Regions from separate parts of the Podarcis muralis genome. Here region 2 is linked to region 1. The links are chromatin contacts, called in public Hi-C maps. All regions are on one chromosome and are shown on one strand. Each heading gives the region's core, a stretch centred on a gene start, on an enhancer-like site or on the middle of the called end of the contact. The rest is flanking DNA. Distances are from core to core; before and after follow the strand shown.

Region 1 (6,778 bases), core at 3,178-5,677:
TACAGTTTTGGGTAAGGGTAGGAAGAAATAAAATGGACCACCCTCAGCGTGGATCTTAGGGATAGTGGGGCGTCACTCCAGAGTCTCCTGTAGGCTGGTATCCCGTACCCACTTACCTGGGGGGAAAGCCCACTGATGTAAACGGGACTTTTGAGCAGACACGTGTAGGCTTGCGCTACTAGTGAATATGTAGGTGTCGGAAGTGGAGGGGGGGGGAATAATATCGAAGGCCGAACAAACTCCGGTGCAAACAATAATTTATTTAAATAATCTCTTCATAGTGTAAAAGTAACATCGAGAGATTTTGTTTTGTTTTTGTAATAAATAACCAAGAAAATACCTTTTTATGTTTTAAAGGTTTTAACGACGAACTGGGAAAAAATCAGTAGCTTATTCTTTTTGACAGCGAAGAGAAAAGGTATCAAACAGAATAATTAAAGGATATGGAAACTGCTCAGAGAGAAACAGGATGACGTTATGGCATTAACAGATCTTGGTTTACAAACATAAACAAATACAGGCTGTCCAATGCAACTCTTCACCCCTCTCTATTTATTTTTTTACACCAAGAAGCCAAGGAGGGGAGAAATCAGCACAAAACAGCGTTATTACAAACATATTTTTTCCTCGTGAAAAAAAAGTCCTGCAAACATTAAAAAAAGATAATTTAAACACAGCTGGGTTCTTTTTAATTTTAAATATCTACATATAAAAATTATTTAATCTTTTTTCCCCCAACATCAAAATGAGGTCATCTGGAAAGGCACCTATAAAAAGTTTACAAAAATAATAATAAAAATTAAATAAGAAATTCTGCACTGGCGATTGGATGCGAAATGGGAGAAGAGTGAATTTCCCCCTCCCGCATTTGAAGAATAGAAGGTAGGTAAAAAAAAAGAGAAGGGGATATATCAAAGAATAGATGGAGCGGATGGGAGGGAAATAACCTTAAAATCTGTAGAGACTTTTTGAGCGAGTTTGTGAGCACAGCTTTACCCGGATTCCATGGTGGTCAATGGGAATGTTGCCAGCGACTTCAAAGACACCTACTGGATTAGGGGTGTTCTGATTTGAAGTGTGTGCGGGAGGATAACCACAGGCCCTGATTCGGTCCCAACTTCAGGGAAGGCTCTCATCTCCCAGCTGGGTATGTAAGAAGTACCACCTGGGAAGGACCAGCGTCGGAGTAACTCCGGAGTGGGTAGCAGCGGGGCGGGCGGGTAGGGAGCACCTCGGTTCTCCAACGAAGCACCCGGGTATGTACCTCTCTATCCCTTGGGGACAGGAGCGCGGAGCGAACAGGGCTCCCCCTCCTCCTCCTCCAACTCCGCTTGGGGGAGCTGGGTTGCGCGCGGCAAACGCGCGGGCGGAACGCGCCGTCGGGTTAGAAAATCGTCCCTGCGCTGACAGCAGCGCCGTGGTGGTGGTGGTGGTGGAGGTGCGGGTGGTGTTGGTGAGGCTGCGCTTGCTGCAGGATCGGGGAGGCGGCTTGCAAGTGGGAAGCAGCGGCGCTTGACGCCTGGTGGTACCACGAGTAGTTGCCCAGGAAAGCAGCCGTCGCGCCCGGCGCGCCGGGGCTGGATCCACCGCTGCTCCCGCCGCCTCCGCCCCCGCTGCTCATCCGCTGCGGGTGCGGCGCGAAGTCCCAGGCTAGCGTGGTGGACGCCGGAGACGCCGCCGAGCAAGGCGGGGAGCTGCTGCCGCCCGGGTGCTGGTCGGCGGGTATCTCGCCGCTTTTCCACATCTTCTTGAACTTGGAACGGCGGTTCTGGAACCAGATCTTCACCTGGACAAAGGGAGGAGGAGCAGGAAGAGAGACGAGAGTGAGAGAGAGGCCCCTCTCACCAAATTTTTGCGGTCACCACAGAGCAATATTTCAAGCTCCCCGTCAACAATCCCCTTCAAGTTTCCCCAAAACACCCACCCACCCACCCTTGTTTAATTTAACTGGAGGAGCCCTTCTCCCAAAGCAGACCCCTCACAGAGAGAAGAAAAGGAGACCGCTGTCTCCAAAAAGCAGGCTGGTGGATTCCCCCTGTCGCAGGCTGCTAGGAAAACGAGCAAATCAACCGACTGTTTCGGCGTGAGGTTCGGTTTGGCAACGTGGGAGGGAGAGAGCGGTTTTTAAATAACAGGGTAAACAGTTTTACTGGGTTTTGCTGAGTTTTCAGGCTGCGCGTGTGAGAAGAGGGCCACTTGTGCTGTGTTGGTCTTTGTAACCACAGATGTTGTCGTGTGTGTGTGTGTGTGTGTGTGTGTGTGTGTCCCTCCTGATGTGTGCGTTTAGAGGTAGGGATTTCTGATATCAGTCATTCTCAGAAGTCGCCCCCCCCCCAAGTATGTTAGATGCCTTTTAAAATGGCATTCTTTTGTTTCCCCTAGTTTCATTCCCGCCTGGTCTCCTTGACCAATACCAGATATTGTGTCTTCCTTTCTTAAATGTGCACTAACAGCCTTTGAGAAAGGGAGGCTCGGTGTGCTCTTAGCACTGCGTTGCTCATCCAGATCGAGAGGAGGTTTAAATAACGCTGAATAACTTTGCTTACTGAAAGATGCCAGATAAAGAGGGGGGCGGGGTGACTTTTCTTCCACGTGTACAATGAAACAGGATACTTCGTGAAATGAGTGTGTTGGAGACAGAGAGGCTAACAGCTAAACCCAGAAGCAAAGAGGCGCACTTAATCAATGCGCACCTAAACTCTGTGCTGCGAATAGATAACAAAAAGGAGGATCTGGCCTATGATCCCGTTCAAGTCACATTAACTCTTCCACTGGAAACAAAGACATGCTTAAATCTTCCCCCACTGCGATCGACGGGGCTTAAAAAAGTTTAACTGTGTCAAGATCCCAGAAACAGAATTATTTCGCGTGTTGTAGCTTCTGTCGCGCCGCCCATGCGTGGTCTGTCTGAGCAAGGCTGCCCGGCTACAGGTGGTCTATATTGTACAGGCCACCCGCTTTTCTGCGTTCACGAAGGGCAAACAATAAGATGGTGGGCACCTCTGCATGGATGAACCTCCTCTGAAAAAAACACCTTCCGGACTGCCGCTGGCAAAAAAGGCTGGAATGGTTGCTATGCAATAAACTAGCCAACGTGGGGGGGACGGGACCCGACGTGAAGCCTTCTCGCGTCGGAGTGCAAGCCGCTTCTGAGCCTTCTTTCCTTACCTGAGTTTGGGTGAGGCCTAGGGATGCTGCCAGCTCGGCTCTCTCGGGCAGGGCCAGATACTGGGTCTTCTGGAAGCGCCGCTGCAGAGCCGCCAGCTGGAAGCTGGAGTAGATCGTCCTGGGCTTCCGAACTTTCTTGGGTTTGCCGTTCACTATCCGGATCTCGGGCTCGCCTTCTTCTTTCTCGGCTGCGAGGGAAGGGGAAGCACCGTGAATAACGAGGCACCCCCAGCGGCATCACCCACCACAGCCACATGCCAACCTCTCCTGGGTAGCTTTGCCTGCCACAAGTAGCTATGTTCAGCATGGCTCCCCGCAATCCTCTAACCTTGGAGAGAGCAGGCGCGTAACGGAGAGAGAGAAAGAGCGCTCCTACCGCCAGGATACCTTCTAACCCAACCAGTTATATTATTATTATTATTATTATTATTATTATTATTATTATTATTATTATTATTATTTACCAACCACGTGCTGCTCCTCTTCTGCGTGTGCCCGGCGGAAAAGTCAGCGCAGGGCGCCACACTTTCCCAAGCAAATTTCCCACCGCCCCCTCAACCCTCCTGGAGGGAGCTGGTTCTTACCAGGATCGTTGCTGACCGGGGACGTCCTTGCCCCGTAGGTTGCATAGGAGCTGTAAGAGGCCGAGTACCCCAGGTCGTAGCTGCCGGCTTTGGTGGAGTAAGGCACCGCGCTGATCCCGCTCGGGTGGTACTGGTAGGAGCCCATCTGCGCGTACGGGGACCCGCTGCCCGCGTTGCTCCCGGCGCTTCCTCCTCCTCCTCCTCCGTGGTGCTGTTGCTGGTTGGTGTAGTAGCTGCTGTCCGTGGCGGTGGACACAGGCAACGTGGGAGACTCCTGGGGTTTGTGTAAGCTGTGGTGGTGTTGTTGTTGTTGCTGCTGCTGCTGGTGATGGTAACTGCTGGAGGTAATCTGGTTGGAATGCATATCTGAGGCGAGGCTGTCAAAGACCCCCGTCATCCTGATCCTCTCTCCCCGCCCCTTGCTCCCTCCCTCCCTCGCTCCGAGGATGCAGGAGGGCAAACCAACAGCGGGGAGGGGGACCGAGAGAGAGAGAGAGAGAGAGAGAGAGAGAGAGAGAGAGAGAGAGAGAGAGAGAGGAAAAAGCAGGTCTCCTCTTTGGCAACAGGGCGCGCGTGGAAAAGTTACAACGCGCCTCTCTTTCTTTCTTTCTTTCTTTCTTTCTTTCTTTCTTTCTTTCTTTCTTTCTTTCTCTCTCTCTCTCTCTCTCTCTCTCTCTCTCTCTCTCTCTCTTCCTCACACACCCGGGGGTTCGCCTTCTTGAAGCAGACTGGAAACCCCAAGCCCAAGAAAAGAGATCACTGCTGAGGATCCCTTTGCACCCGAGGAGGCGGGCAGGAGGCCGCCGTTGCCATCGCCTCTCCAAAGCGCCAGGGCGCGTTTGCGCGCACAAGACTTTCCCCCCGTGCGCGCTGCAAGCAACAGCAGCAGCAGCAGCAACGCCTCCGCTTCTGCAGCTGCTTTAGGATTGTCTGCGTCTGCTGGGCACCGTCAGGCGGGCATTTAACACCGGTCACGTGAGGGCGGGCGACGTCACCTAGCAACAGCCAACCAGAGGTTCCGGTCGCGTTGTAGTGCGCGCTCGCTCTCTTTCTCTCTCCCCCACGCCCTGCTTCTCCTCTTGGCTTCCCGGGGCGGTGGAGGCGCCTTGCAGGTGACACACACAGAGAAGAGAGGGTGGGAGGAGGAGGAGGAGGAGGAGGAGGAGGAAAATCCCCCCCCCAAATAGTGTCTCAGGTTTGGAGTGCTGGTCTGGTGGAGTTAGAGTTGGAAGGAAAATAGTTTTTGCAGTGGTTTAGTCTTCTCACTCTAAATCATAGCTGTCAACTTTTCCCTTTTCTTGCGAGGAATCCTATTCGGAATAAGGGAATTTCCCTTAAAAAAAGGGAAACGTTGACAGCTGTGCTGTAAATGGGAATCTTCGAAACGTGTGCTGTGATGAAGACGCGGAACGGTCAGGCTAGATTCTTGCTTGGTGATTCTTGTTCTACCTCAAGATTATTATTGTTATTTATTAAGTTTGTATACCGTCCTTCACCCGGAAACCCCAGGGCTGTTCACAACACAAAAATAAAAAAACGAGGACAGAAAAATACATAATAAAACAAAAACAGGAATGGAAACAAAGATCAGATTTATTATTATTTGTATACCGCCCTTCACAGGAAGATCCCAGGGCGATTCACAACACAAAAGGAGGACACCAAGAATACACAAGAATACAAGAACAGAAACCAAGAAAATCAGAATTCTTCCTCCTTCTCCTCCTGTTCTTCTTCGTTGTTAAAGTTGTCTACCGCCTTTAGCCCGAAGATTCCAGGGCGGCTCACAACAGAAACATGTCAAATGATCAAGGTGTCTCCCTTTGCTAGGTAAAAAAGACCAGTCTGATCTAGTTGGATTCAGGTCACACAGCGGGATGCCACGCAAGGGTTTACTTGGAATCTGTAGGAAGGCCTCGCTGTGTTCAGGGGGGGCTTTTCTCCCTTGTAAGTGTGCTTACTAGGCTGCATAAATGTTTGCTAAAACCATATCTGAAGCCACGTTGTCCGACGAGCGTAACCGTCGTATCATAAGACGAAATATACCGGCCTGTTCGTCCTCCTGCGCGCTTTCTTTCAATAAGTAGGATGACTTCAAAGGCCAAGAAGAAAGCACCTCTTATAGGCTTTTAAACTTTAGCTGCGAAAAGAGGGTTGACGTTAGGGGGTGGGGGAGACGAAGGTGGAGGACAACTTCACAGCTCTTAGGAAAGGATTGGTCTTTTATGCTTACAGCTTTTGCATCTATGAAATGAGGAGATTCTAAAACCCGTGGCAAATACGCCCCACTTCCCATTTACTTTCGCTATCTGCCTTCGTCACTCAATAATGCACAAAGTACCATTGCAGGAGTTTGTGTGTGTGTTTTGTTGCGCGAGGAAATAAAATCTATAAAGACTGGCTGTTTTGCGCTTGAATAAGGTAGGGGGAGTTAAACGAAAGGCCCGATGTTACAGGTAAATGGTGCGATTTAAACTGGGGAATCCATCCTTTGAGACGTCCAGTGGAAAACAAAGTAAGAATGTTTTTCAAAGTGAAAAACAAAACAAATCCGTACACACGGAGTGGAGCGAAAACTCCTGGCTCCAAATCCTCGAGCAATTCTGGACTTTATAAGCTTTGCAGAGCCGTTCTTAGGCAGGGAAATAACGTTTGAAATAACAACAGCCACTAAGTTCACCTCCTGATCGTCTAACACAAGATTTATAAAGACACAACACATAATCATGATATATAGTTGTAGACAGCATTTTAAAAGAAAATTAAAACACTGCTGGCTATCCCATATTTTGAGAGATTTAATTCAAGGGCAGCCTCCATTATTAAAAAAAACAAACAAAAAGCCCGCGGCGACTGATAAGATTCCTGCCACCCCCTAGGAAGAAGGATGTTGTACTGGAGAGGCGACAGGAGGTTGTTTATGACCTTGCCTTTTAGCGCCACCTAGCGTGGAAACCGTGCGCCCGCGAGGCCAGGTAGGAGACGGCGTAATCGCACCTGGGCGCCAGTCTCTTCAGTCAGCCCGC
Region 2 (6,129 bases), core at 1,403-3,902, 280 kb before region 1:
TTTCATAAAAATTATACACCGCTCGATTGTTTAAAAAATCCTCAAACACGGTAGTAAAAAGAAAATGAATCCAGGAGTCTTGCTGCTCTTTCAGTTCGGCAGCAGCTTGTTTTTAATGGTCTTAAAACAAATCTGTATCTGCAGATTTATGGAGCAATAGACAGAAATGCAGACAGTTTTTCTTCCTGAGGGCAGTGAGCATCACAAAACAGGGTGACGGTGCATACTTTTGCCCCCTATGGCAAAATTTGCAGATCTGGCATTGATTGTATTCCTTGGATGAGCATTGTCAGTAAAGCTATGAAAGCTGTCAGAAAGAGTGACAGTAGTTGAGGATATCTATACAACTGACACAGAGATTATGGTGTCAGGTTGCACAACTCCAACCAGCAGAAATATAAAATGGCCCTGATAATGTCTTCATATATCCTGCTGTCAACCTGCTTTTAAGCAATGTGAGTTGTCTCCGAACATTACAAATGATAGTTAGCCATTCGCTCATGTTCCCCTGATAAATACTGGCAATATGAGAAGGAGCAGTCTCTTTAAGGTTTGAGATATTCTATAAATTGTGCAAAATAACTAACTACATAACAGCCTCTATTGTTTACACAGATGCACTGTTCAAATTCTCATCTGATAGAGATAAGAGAAAAATTCAAAAGTTTGATTATTTTCCTAAGACAAAGCTGTAATCAATGTAATGAAGCTAAAAGAAAAAAAGGAAACTGGAGCAATTGCGGGGGAAATGGTAACTGGCCTGCTCAAGTTCCTAATAATTTATACTAAGCATATTGGAAAAGGGGATTGGGGTTGGACAATATTTGGCCCTCTAGGTGTTGCTAGACACGGACTCCCATCATTCCCTGACCACTGGCCATGATGACTGCAGATGTTGGGCGTCTGAACAATTTCTGAGGGGCCACAAGTTCCCCATTTCAAGAGTGAAGAAAGACCAGCTCTACGTTCAGCTTCAAAGAACTGCAAAGGTCTTGTGTCCAGAGAAGGAAATGGGTCCGAATCTACCACAGTGCCTTTGTACCTTCTGTAAAACGTCCAGCCAAAGGCAGAGACAGCAGACAATGTCAAAGTGCTGTTTCTGTCCCTATGGAGAAGGGGCTCTCAGAAATGAACAGCAGCGAGTCACCCTGCTGGTGGTTTTTGTTGTTTGTTTGTTGTTTTGTTTTCTTAGAATGGGTGTCGGGTGAGGAGAAAGCACATGCTTGTTGTCGTTGTTGTTGTTTAGTGGTGTCCGACTCTTCGTGACCCCATGGACCAGAGCATGCCAGGCACTCCTGTCTTCCACTGCCTCCCGCAGTTTGGTCAGGCTCATGTTTGTAGCTTCAAGAACACTATCCAACCATCTCATCCTCTGTCGTCCCCTTCTCCTTGTGCCATCCATCTTTCCCAACATCAGGGTCTTTTCCAGGGAGTCTTCTCTTCTCATGAGGTGGCCAAAGTATTGGAGCCTCAACTTCACGATCTGTCCTTCCAGTGAGCACTCAGGTCTGATTTCCTTAAGAATGGATGCGTTTGATCTTCTTGCAGTCCATGGGACTCTCAAGAGTCTCCTCCAGCACCATAATTCAAAAGCATCAATTCTTCGGCGATCAGCCTTCTTTATGGTCCAGCTCTCACTTCCATACATCACTACTGGGAAAACCATAGCTTTAACTATACGGACCTTTGTTGGTAAGGTGATGTCTCTACTTTTTAAGATGTTGTCTAGATTTGCCATCGCCTTTCTCCCAAGGAGCAGGCGTCTTTTAATTTCGTGATGCTACTGCAACATTAATTGGCGCACACGCATCAGATCCATAGCTGTCAACGTTTCCCCTTTTTTAAGGGAAATCCCCTTATTCCGAATAGGATTCCTCGCAAGAAAAGGGAAAAGTTGACAGCTATGATCAGATCTCGGGGCCAAAAGCAAGCGCAACCGACCACGCCCAGCAGAACTACTGTGTTATTTTGTTGCCCGTTACTTGGGAGTCACACAGCTTGAATTCAGTGCGATTTACTTCCGAGTGGGTGGGTCACGTCGTCCGGATCAGATTTCGGGCAACCTGTGCTATGAAAAAAACAGCAGAAACCCCTATCAGGACCAACATCCGCTGAGTAAATTGCATTTGGCAAGCGATGCACAGTGTAAGGATGCGCCTCACTTTCAGCCGCCGGACCAGATGGAGAGCAAGCAACGGGTTCACTTTCGGCTTCCTTCAGGCAACCCAAGCGCGGAAAGCGGACTGCAATTCCCAATTCGCCCCGGGGCAACTCATGGCGGTTCCCAGAATGCACCGCTCTTCCTCCTTTTACAAGAGGCTGAAGGCTTGACAGTAAGGCAAGTGGGCGGGAACGAGGCTTGGCCGCATGGCATGCTGGGAATTGTAGTCCTTACCTCCCCTTAACCAACGCTATATCTGAGAGATGTCAGCAAGTGGCTGACTGATTCCTTCGCTCTATTAAAAACAAAAACACCCCACACAGAAAAACAGTGGAGCAACCTAGTCCTGGGCCCCGAGACAAACCGCCCTTCCGCCCGTCGACCGTTTGAGGGTACGTCACTCGCGTTTCTCGCCGCGCGCATGCGCCTCATTCCACACTCCCCAACGCCCAAGCTACGCAAGGGACGGCGGCGGCTGCTCCGTCCAGTCTCCTCGCCTCATTTCGGCGCATGCGCGTCTCGTCAGGTGATGCTGAGCTGTCTCCGGCGGGGCTTTGCTTTGGGTCTCAACCGCCTTACTGGAAGCCGCTGCCGTCTCGCCCCTTCCCCGCCGCCCTTTGTGAAGGAGCATCTCGGAGCAAAGCCGGCGGGGGCAATTTGAGCGGAGGAAAAGCCCCGGTGACAGGTCAGCGCGGCCTTCGAGACCGCCGGCGGGGTGAGCCCCACCCGCTTCCTCCAGGCGGCGGGGGTGGGGGGGGAGAGAGAGACCCTGGGCGGCTTCGGAGCCGTGTGGCCTCAGGAGTAACGGTCAGCCTGTGACCGTTGAGGGTGCGAGGGGAGGGGGGGCGCGCGCGGAGAGGAGGAGGAGGGGTGGAGCCGCGGGGGGGGGGGGACGACGCCCCGGAGCCGCGCCTCTCCCCCTGCCCCGCCCGCGCGTTGTCGCCGCCGCTTTCCTCTCAGAGCGGCGCTTGCTTGCTTCGCCTTCGGTTTGCTTCCCTTGTATCTCCGGGCGCTTTTGCTTCCCGTGTCGGCAGCAGCGAAAGTGTCTTACCGTGATGGGGGGAGGGAGGGATGTCACACCGTCTTGAAAGACCAACACCGGCTCCCAGTACGTTTCCGAGCACAATTCAAAGTGTTGGTGCTGACCTTTAAAGCCCTAAACGGCCTCAGTCCAGTATACCTGAAGGAGCGTCTCCACCCCCATCGTTCTGCCCGGACACTGAGGTCCAGCGCCGAGGACTTTCTGGCTGTTCCCTCACTGCGAGAAGCCAAGTTACAGGGAGCCAGGCAGAGGACCTTCTCGGTAGTGGCACCTACCCTGTGGAACGCCCTCCCACCAGATGTCAAAGAGAACAACAACTACCAGACTTTTAGAAGACATCTGAAGGCAACCCTGTTTAGGGAATGTTTAATAGGTCATTGTATTTTAGTGTTTTGTTGGAAGCCGCCCAGAGTGGCTGGGGAAACCCAGCCAGATGGGCAGGGTATAAATAATAAATTATTATTATAATTATACTGGAATTACTTTTTTAAAGACCCGGTTTCTCACCGGGGCAAGACAGTTTGAGCATATCACACTGGTCTTAGTCCATAGCTGTCAACTTTTCCCTTTTCTTGCGAGGAATCCTATTCAGAATAAGGGAATCTCCCTTTAAAAAAAGGAAAACGTTGACAGCTATGTCTTAGTCCGACTGCACTGGCTACCAATTAGTTTCCAGGCCCAGTTCAAAGTGCTGGTTTTGACCTATAGAGCCTTCAACGGCTCAGGACTGCAATACCTCAAGGACCTCCTTTTCCCATATGAACCCACCTGGACCCTGAGATCATCTTCTGAGGGCCTTATTTGTGTGCCTCATCCACAAGAGTGGATTGGATGATGGATGATTTCATTGGATGATGGACTCAAGGGCATCCTGATCAAATTTGCAGATGACACCAAACTGGGAGGGGTGGCTAACACCCCAGAGGACAGGATCACACTTCAAAACGACCTTGACAGATTAGAGAACTGGGCCAAAACAAACAAGATGAATTTTAATAGGGAGAAATGTAAAGTATTGCACTTGGGCAAAAAAAATGAGAGGCACAAATACAAGATGGGTGACACCTGGCTTGAGAGCAGTACATGTGAAAAGGATCTAGGAGTCTTGGTTGACCACAAACTTGACATGAGCCAACAGTGTGACGCGGCAGCTAAAAAAGCCAATGCAATTCTGGGCCTCGTCAATAGGAGTATAGCATCTAGATCAAGGGAAGTAATAGTGCCACTGTATTCTGCTCTGGTCAGACCTCACCTGGAGTACTGTGTCCAGTTCTGGGCACCACAGTTCAAGAAGGACACTGACAAACTGGAACGTGTCCAGAGGAGGGCAACCAAAATAGTCAAAGGCCTGGAAATGATGCCTTATGAGGAACGGCTAAGGGAGCTGGGCATGTTTAGCCTGGAGAAGAGGAGGTTAAGGGGTGATATGATAGCCATGTTCAAATATATAAAAGGATGTCACATAGAGGAGGGAGAAAGGCTGTTTTCTGCTGCTCCAGAGAAGCGGACACGGAGCAATGGATCCAAACTACAAGAAAGAAGATTCCACCTAAACATTAGGAAGAACTTCCTGACAGTAAGAGCTGTTCGACAGTGGAATTTGCTGCCAAGGAGTGTGGTGGAGTCTCCTTCTTTGGAGGTCTTTAAGCAGAGGCTTGACAACCATATGTCAGGAGTGCTCTGATGGTGTTTCCTGCTTGGCAGGGGGTTGGACTCGATGGCCCTTGTGGTCTCTTCCAACTCTATGATTCTATGATTCTATGAAGAGGTCCTAAGGGTTGCAACATGAGAACGGGTCTTTTCCATAGTGGCTCCCCATTTGTGGAATTCTCTCCCCACATAGGCTCGCCTGGCACCTTCATTATAAACCTTTAGGCACCAGGCAAAAGCTTTCCTTTTTCACCAGACCTTGGGTTAATTGACATTCAGTGCCCTTTTAAAATATGTTGGGGGCGTTCTTGGATGGGTGTTGTATTTATTTTTTTCATTATGTATTTTGTGTTTTTGTATTGTGATTTTATCCTGTGAACTGCCCCAAGACCTGCAGGTATAGGGCGGTATATAGATATTATTATTATTATTATTATTATTATTATTATTATTATTATGCCTCCATTTCCTGCGGCAGCTTTTTCCACACTTTTTAAGCCTCCAGTTCTAGGCCAAGGCCAAGTTTATGCCCACCAGCATGGGTGTTCTTTCCATCAATTAGGGCAGATACCCAACTCCAACTAGACTAGAGTTGTTCACTTTTGCAGAAATAGAACCGGTAGGATCCAAGAGGTACTTTGTTGCTATTGCTGCCCGCTGCCCATTAAATGTTTACAGCAGTCTCAACGTTGTCACTGACAATGTTGTCACTGACACTGGGGTGTCGGTGCAGCTTTGTACTGCATAAGTCTTCTGTAGGCCAGAACCTGCCTCAGCTTCTGCCATAAAATCCTCTTAAGGTGCCCCCCCTCATTACTCTTCATAGGTTTTTGCCCACTTAACAGGGCTTCCCCTCTGAAAAGCTGACAACACATTTTAGGTAGGGGCACAAGCTTGGTCAGAGCCCACTTCAGCCAGTTACAGCTTTGCAATGGAAATGGGCTATAATTAGGGCTGGGGCAAGGCATATTGGCACCTGAGGAGGACCCTAGAATGGTGCCTCCTTCCCTGCCAGAGAAGAAGGCATCAAGGATGATTTAAAACAGGAAGAAAGATTGGCAGTAGGATGTGCTGCCCGGGTGAGTGGTTGCCTCACCTTGCCTAATGGGTGGGCCAGCCCTGATTCTAATGCTCCATGGAAGCACCTGTGTCTGGGGAACCTGCGGCTGTCCAGATGTTGTTAGACTGCAGCTCCTATAATCTCTTAACTGCTGACCAGGCAGACTGGGGCTGATGGGTGTTGAAGTTCCTGCGTTGCAAGGGGTTGGACTAGATG

The links. A called contact is a pair of places that touch in the nucleus more often than the background predicts.
Region 2: a Hi-C map of tail shows a contact between it and region 1, with 3 times the contacts expected there. The contact joins the promoter of DYNC1I2 here to the promoter of DLX2 in region 1. A contact is called at or near these places in 2 of 3 Hi-C or Micro-C datasets (blood and tail).

Annotation. Positions count from the first base shown.
Region 1 is chr1:116,552,179-116,558,956 of rPodMur119.hap1.1, reverse strand. DLX2 (distal-less homeobox 2) reads right to left here and starts at 4,427. Exons shown (of 3, transcript XM_028749634.2): 1 at 3,753-4,427; 2 at 3,169-3,356; 3 at 241-1,786. The coding sequence starts at 4,149. The coding sequence ends at 1,385. LOC114606986 (a long non-coding RNA gene) reads left to right here. Exons shown (of 2, transcript XR_003709031.2): 2 at 358-676.
Region 2 is chr1:116,834,997-116,841,125 of rPodMur119.hap1.1, reverse strand. DYNC1I2 (dynein cytoplasmic 1 intermediate chain 2) reads left to right here and starts at 2,652. Exons shown (of 17, transcript XM_028749782.2): 1 at 2,652-2,876.